Regions from separate parts of the Sus scrofa genome. Here region 1 is linked to region 2. Evidence: chromatin contacts called from public Hi-C data. All regions are on one chromosome and are shown on one strand. Each heading gives the region's core, a stretch centred on a gene start, on an enhancer-like site or on the middle of the called end of the contact. The rest is flanking DNA. Distances are from core to core; before and after follow the strand shown.

What was found. A called contact is a pair of places that touch in the nucleus more often than the background predicts.
Region 1: a contact with region 2 is called in a Hi-C map of skeletal muscle, with 5 times the contacts expected there. The contact joins the enhancer-like site here to the promoter of MDGA1 in region 2. A contact is called at or near these places in 2 of 5 promoter capture datasets (fetal liver and liver), 3 of 47 Hi-C or Micro-C datasets (embryonic fibroblasts, fibroblasts and skeletal muscle) and 1 of 2 datasets of contacts at active chromatin or transcription factors (skeletal muscle).

What each region holds. Positions count from the first base shown.
Region 1 is chr7:34,056,780-34,060,651 of Sscrofa11.1, forward strand. The region is part of intron 6 of BTBD9 (BTB domain containing 9); the gene reads right to left. Among named protein-coding and RNA genes, the nearest start is that of BTBD9, 64 kb to the right of the region's middle. Within about 2 kb of position 2,447, at least 5 of the 83 cell types and tissues checked have an H3K27ac peak or open chromatin away from gene starts, as enhancers often do. A contact at or near this core is called in skeletal muscle, where this site is marked.
Region 2 is chr7:33,267,143-33,270,782 of Sscrofa11.1, forward strand. It overlaps MDGA1 (MAM domain-containing glycosylphosphatidylinositol anchor protein 1), which reads right to left and starts at 2,071. Exons shown (of 17, transcript XM_001924567.4): 1 at 1,064-2,071. The coding sequence starts at 1,130.

The DNA.
Region 1 (3,872 bases), core at 1,197-3,696, 790 kb after region 2:
AAAAAAAGAGATACATGCACCCCAATGTACACAGCAGCAGTATTTACAATAGCCAAGACATGGAAGCAACCTAAATGTCCATTAAAAGAGGAATGGATAAAGAAGATGCCGTACATATATACAATGGAATGTTACTCAGCCATAAAAAAGAATGAAATAATGCCATTTGCAGCAACATGGATGGACCTAGAGATAATCATGCTAAGTAAAGTAGGTCAGACAGAGAAAGACAAATATCACATGATATCACTAACATTTGGAATCTTAAAAAAAAAACAAAAAAAACAAAAAAACAAATAAACTTATTTACAAAACAGAAACAGACCCACAGGCAGAAAACAAACTTATGGTTACCAAGAGAATTGGGGGAGGGATAAATTAGGAGACTGGGATTAACATATAACTACTATGCATAAAATATACAACAAATAAGGACCTATTGTTCGCCACAGAAAATTACACTTAGTATTTTATAATAACCTATAAGGGAAAGGAATATGAAAAAATATAAGCATAACTGAATCACTGTGCTGTACACCTGAAACTAATATGATACCGTAAATCAACCATACTTCAATTAAAAAACTGCTCGTGGGAATACACTGGTAAAATGATTTGTACAGCATTTACCAATATGTTTCACATTTTAAGATGATCCTGTCTTTTGACTCTGCTTTTGTGAAGGGACAATCAGATATGTGTACAAAGACTATACTATTCTATAATAGTAAAACCAGAAACATCCTAAAAGTCCATCAACAGGGGACCAGCTAGGTAAATGACAGTACCTTTAGAACTCTGTGCTATTGTTTAAAAAAGGATAAAGCAGGTATTTCTACATTGACAGAGAACAACAGCCACAATGAATATACATATATACAAGCTTTCAAAGTAATATATACTACGTACCATTTTAATAAATAACATGCGTATGTGTGGTTACACATAGAAGACTAGATGATAATATGTCAAAATATTAACAAAATTTCTGCAGTTCAAACCAATTTTAAATACATAAAAGGAACTGTTAAATCATCTTTAAAAATTTCTTGGAAAAGTCCAGGTTATGAATCAATACCTTAAATTTTCCTATTTACTTAAAGTAGGCTTATACATTTATTTACCACCTTTATTTCAGGCAAATATCTTGAGTTGGAATATTCTGTTCTGAACCATATTGTTGCCCTAGAGAAATCAATGGTAAAAAGGAAGTTTACAAAGAAAAATATATTTTTGTGCATGACAGCTTACCGGTGTGATGCATCCATGAATCATACTGAAAATATGTCCCTTGAAATCAAAGAAAACAATATGCTTATACAAAGAATGTGCCCCCAAAGTTCCCCAATAAAGAAAAGTGTTTAATCAAAATGTGTGTTGACAGCTGGTTAGTGCCGATTCTAAAGCAGAAAAGAAAATCAGTGTCATTGTAGACTTTCGTTTTGTGTACAAGAGCTGAAAATGCAAATCAGCCCAAAATGGAGACTGATTATCAGTTTTACACTTCAAGTGTGATTTTAAGCACTGTAGGTATATATACACACATACGTCCAGAATACACATATATCTCAACAAACCATGCACATCATCTGTTCAGAACTGGGAAACGCACGCATGCTTCTACAACATTAAATGGAAGGCAGATGGTAGGCACTGATCAACAGAAATAAAATGAAATCCTCCTAAATCCTACTCCCTCTAACAGTCCTCTCATTTTTTTCTTTAGAAAGATATCAAGCAGTTCTTCATTACTGTTGATTTGCAACTTCAAAATTACAATAGGCAATGCAAAAGACGATTTCGAAGAGGAAAAAAAAATGTCTTTTGGTACAGACTCTCTTTCATAGTCTTAGGGAGGAGATAACACTAACTTTGAAACTCATAGCTTACTGTAGCTTTATCAGTATCTAATGTGTAAATTAGCTCTTTCTATAACTGGAGGTTTAGCTTTCAAAATATATAATTACTGATCATTTTAGCCTGCATCACATTTCTTTTGCAGAGTGAAATGAACTAAAACAGCTGTTACATCCTAATAGCTTCATAATGTGCATAGAATTTCTATGACTATTAGAAATTAAACCTACAGCTTCCTATCAGGCAGAACATATTCGTGTGTATATATGACCCGCATTATTTGGAAGAACAATTATTAACTTACAAAATTATAATTTGAAACATAATGAAGTAAGGCTGCCAGAGAAAATACTGCGGCTCTTAAATGAGGTCAGAGCCGCAGGTCCACACCAATCAGTTCCTCCACCTTTCCTCGCATCAATCAAAGTACTTTGGGCCAAAGGAAATCCTGGTGTTCATGCTACCACTGTTCCTCGCAGGGATCGAGACCTGTATTTTCATACAGGGAGATGAATTTTTAAAGGTGAACCAAGCCTGGCACTCTGCCCAGAAATTCTGGCAGCCGACAAGCAATCTGGTTTCACTTCTGGTCCACTGTCCCCTGAGCTAACCTTGTATCCACAGAAAGCACCCTGATCTAGGGAACTGATGACTGAGAAACCGCTGATGATTTTATTAACCATGGGACTTGTATACAGTCCTCTATAAGCACATTTTCTGTGGAAAGAATAAAACACTCTTGTTCCCTGGTATCTCCTTATAACACTGGGGGGAGAACAAAACAAAACAAAACAGCAGTATTAAAAGGATTTTTCCAGGAAAAAAAAAAGTGATTATTATCCAAGCACTTATATTCAGGGATGTTGGAGAGCTGAAGAGATTCAACAAGACATCAAATGGAACATACAAGGGATGTATATCAAAAGAATATACAGTGAGGTCCTGCAACCACAAAATAATCACGAAGGTATACAAGATATATTATGTAGTTAACGGCTAAATTGGGTGATTCAAGCTATAAATGTTGCAAAAGGTCAGGGCAATCAATGCTAGGCAGTGTGGGGTAAAATTTGAATATACAGAGGTCTAACTCTCCACTGAAAGAATTATTAACTACTTAACCAGTATCTTCTCTTTTTTGCTTTTTAGGGCCGCACCCACAGCATATGGAAGTTCCCAGCCTAGGGGTCAAATCGGACCTACAGCTGCCGGCCTACGCCACAGCCACAGCAACACAGGATGCTTTACCCACTGAGCAAGGCCAGGGATCGAACCCACAACCTCATGGTTCCTAGTCGGATTCGTTTCCACCGCACCACGACAGGAACTCCTTTTTTTAAAATTATTATTATTATCCTCTTTAGATTACCACTTCCAAGGTAAACAGAATTGGAAAATGACTACATAACTCACAAAGAAAAATCTATGTCAAAGTTTGTTTTTTTAACCTGTAAGATCTAACAGTCCTTCCCTCTTTTTGACCTTCCAAAAAGCAAATACAATGAAGTGCTCCTAATTCCTGAATCACTGCAGAAGCTGGGATGGAGGTCCTGGAAGCTCTCTCCCCCACCTTTCCATTCATTATGGGGTTCCTGCTCTCAGTTCCACAGCTCACTTTTGCCTCTGTTCCCCTTGCTGGAGGCTCCTGGCTCCTATTAAGGATCCTTGAGTCTCAGATGGCTTTGTGTTTATTCTTTCCTTGCTTTCTACTTGACAGACCCACAGTCCTGTGCCCAACAGTTCAGTACCTGGCTTCCTGGTTCAGGATTTCTTAGTTCCATAAATAAATGCTGGACAGCTGCAGTGCCAAAACAGATTCCAAAAGGAGATCTCAAACAGAAAAACTGCTATACCATGTACTCAACAATGAAATACCTAAAAAATGTATTACTTTTCTAAGCAAAAGACACACCGACGCAAATCCTGGCTCCAAAAGAGGGATTTGTTTTTTCCACTCTACTTCTGGGGAATTTTACTCTTCTCTGAATATTATTTGTGAAAATTAACCTAATTTT
Region 2 (3,640 bases), core at 821-3,320:
GAAAGAGGGAAAGAGATTCTTCCCCCACTTGAGCCACTCATCACCAAAAAAGTGACCTACACAGACCATGCTGCAGTGAGGAGAAAGTAAAGTAAGGGCCACTAAGCCCCAAGACTTTGCGCTGTGGGTCAGGGCATTGCTGGCTGCCAGAATTCAGAGGGAGGGTCCCTGAGAGGGTTGAGGCCACATGATCCTGAGGGGATGATGCCGACTTGCAGGATCTTTCCTCGGCAAAAGCCACGAGAGAGAAGGGAGAAGGGGTAACCGGAGTCCTCTTGGCGCCTGAGAGCGAGGTGTGGGGACGCGGGAGCAAAGCTGCGTGGTAGGAGGCAGAGTTCGGACACGTAGCTGGATGGGTGCGTGCAGTGTTTGCTTTTCCTGGGGACCGTGGCTGAATGCCTGCGTGCGCGCAGCAAGAATGAAGGTGGGGCTGGGGTTTTGTGGCCACTAACCGGCAACAGAAAGACCTAACTAACTGGCTCAGGAGTGGTCCGAAAAGGGATTCTGGGGTCTTAGGAGCCCAATCTAGGGAATGCCTGCATCCGCTCGGGCTGTCTGGAACCGAGTGAAAGAAGCGAAGCCCAGAGGAAGCGGGGAAGGCGAGCCCGCCGCTCGGCCGCGGTGCTGGCAGCCAGCTCGCCTGCAAGCCGCGCGCAACTCTGGATCGTGCCTCGCTCGGCTTCCACACCAGAGGCCGAGCCAGGGGAGGATGAGGTTTTAGTGCAAGTCCCTTCCCCAGCCGCCGGTGTGCGATCCGTCAGGGTCTCCCGAGCCAGCTGGGTGCACTCAAGGGTTCCGAGTCATTCCTGCCATTGGCAGCGTTTGGAAAGTGGGTACCACCTCCCCTGGCATCCCCGGCTTCACGCCAGACCATACGACCCGTCTCGGTGCTCTGGAGCAGCTAGCTCCATCTCCTCGAGCTCTGGAAAAGGGCGGAGACCCCGGCATCCACTCCAGAGTCTGAGCCGGGGTACCCACCAAACCCCGGCGGCGCGCGCTTTGCGCCTCTTGCAAAGTTTCCGCGCGGTGCTAAGCCGGCCTGGAGCGGCACGCGGGCTCTTACCGTAGACTCCTTGTGCCCGGCAGTGAAAGGGGATTAGCGCCAGAAGTAGAAGGCAGGTCACCTCCATCTTCACGGCCGGTGCTTCATCCCCGCGAGGCGGCGCAGCCCGAGAGGCGCCGGGGGGCGCATCCGCCGGGGCCCCGCGATGCCCCTTGCGTCTCCCGTTCCCGGAGAGGCGACGGAGTAGGCGGCCCCAGCGATGGAGACCGGGAGACTAAGGAGGCGGCGGTGGCGGCGAGCCGGGTTTCTCCTCTGGCGGGGCCGCTGCCCGCGTGGGGACGCAGGGGGCGCTGGCCGGCCCCGGGTGCCTCCGCGCGCCCGGCGCAGCAGCCAGCGCCCCAGCCCACGGAGCCCGGCTGCCGAGCCTCCCCGGGTTCCAGGAGTGTCTGCTCGGTGTTCTGGGCGCCAGGGACCCCTCTGCAGAGGCGGAGGCTCTTGGATCCAACAGGCCACCGACGACTGACAAACTTGTCGTTTCCCCGCCCAGGGGACGACCCTCAGCGGAACGGGGGCGGGGAGGCCCGGGCTCCTCTCGGGTTAATCCGCTGTCTCCAGTCCTGCGGCTGGTGCTGGGGGCTCAACGGCCTGACCCAAGGGGGCTGGGTTGGGCGTCCTCTCGGAGGCAAAAAGCCCCGGCTTTGGCCCTCCTGAGCACGGGAGAAGGGCTGGGCTCCGCCGAGGGGCTAGAGCCACGGGTCCCGAGTCCGCGAAGTTAGCCCAGCCACCGAGGAACCTCGGGGAGCGATCGCGCCCTGGCGCCCCGCGGGACTCAGGAGAGCAATTCCATTCAAGAGAGACCCCAGAACGCGGGGAAAGAAGGAAAGTTTGAGTCGTTTGAAAAATATTCGCGCTCTCGCCGAGGCCGGGGCTGCGGCGCGGGAGCCGCTCGCCTCCTCCGCTCGTCGCGCTCCGCTCCCGCCGTCTGGACGCGGCCCGAGGCTCTCCCGGGCTCGCGCTCTCGGGAAAACCGGGCTGCGCCGCGCCCCAAGTTGATCGTCCCCGCCCCCGCCCGGCGGCCTCCGCCAGCGGGGGCCCAGAGCAGGCGGGGCCGGGCCGGGCTCCCGGGCGCGGCGGCCGCTAGGCTCCGGGCCGCGGGAGCACTCCGCTCGCTCGGCAACTTGGGCTCCGCTGTGCTGCTTTCCCCCTCCTCCGAGCTTTTCATTCCGCGCTCTCCCCCCACCCCGCCCCACACGCCTCCCTCTCTCCTCCCTCCTCCTCGCGTCTCCTCGTTCGGTCTCTCGCTCTCCCACCCTTTGTCGCTCGCTCTCCTGTTTGATTCCCCTCCAGTTAAAAAAAGGAGCCAATTAAAGGCAGCCCAGCTCGCCCGGCCCAGCCTCTGTCCAATTTCCTCGCCTCCCCCAGGACCAATTAGAGAAAACAAAACAGGGCTGGGGGAAGCAGACTGCCTTTCTCTTTCTTTCTCTCTCTCTCTCTCTCTCTCTCTCTCTCCTCTCTCTCTCTCTCTCTCATTCTCTCCCTCTCCTCCCCCCTTCTCTCTCTCCGCCCCCACCCCACCCCCAGCAGGAAAATGTCAGAAAGCAGAAATGGATCCATCCATCCAGAGGACAGTGGCGAAGGGACAAGGGTTTTGGCGCGGGCTCTGCAGCGCGCTCACACACTCGCTCTTCGCCCGCCCTTGCTCACCCGGACCGGGTGCACTGATCCCAGTACGCTAGCTAGGCAGACGCGGACGTTCGCTCCGGGGACTCTAGCCTAGCCTGCGGGGCACTGCACACTTTGTAAATGTTTCGCACTTTGCCGCGGGGGGTGGGGGAGGGGAACTGAAGCGAGGGTCGAAGGGAAAGGCCGGGGCGCCAGCAGTGCTCGGGGTCCTGCAGGCGCGCGAGCTGGTCGCCTGCTGTGGGTCTGCAGGGCTGTCTGCTCCGCCCGGGAGTCCCTCCGCCCCCGGCCGAGCCCCGCCCCTTTCCAGACAGCCGAGGCCTCTCCCCGCGTCAGGCGTGGGGGCCCTCGCCGGAGCAGCTGGAGTAGCCGGGGGCTGAGAGGGCGAGATCAGAGCTCCTCCTGCCCGTGCCTCTGCCCACAGGTTGCCAACAGGTTTGTCGGCAGGACCCCGTAGCCAGAGCTCCCCAGGCCACCACCCCATTCTCCCCAGCTCGTCCCTCTCCCCATCCTGCCTCCCCTCAGGACCTCAAGCGCGCCCAAGCGCCCCAGAGGCGCCCTCTCTTTCAGCAGCCAAGCCAGGGGCCGGCTCCAGCCGCGAGGTCTCGCGCTCCCGGACTCCGCTACCTCCACCCGGCCCTCTGGGAGCAGGGGTGGGAAGAGCGCTGTTCCCGAACGCCGGCGGGGAGAGGCAAAGGCTAGGAAGCAGAGCGGGCGGCCTCCCCCGCACCTCCGATCGCTTCCCCCTACCCCGGTCTGGCTAATCTCACCTGCTCCACCTGTCGCCGTTATTTATCTCGGCGTGTGCGCCAGGATTGTATTAGGGCGGCCCCTGGGAGCGCGGAAAACCGCAGCAGCTAACAAGCCGGGAGATTACCAACCCTCCCCCCACCCCCGGAACTGTTTAATCTCCTGGGTGTGATGGTGGTCCACGACTCTACGCATCTGTCCAAACTC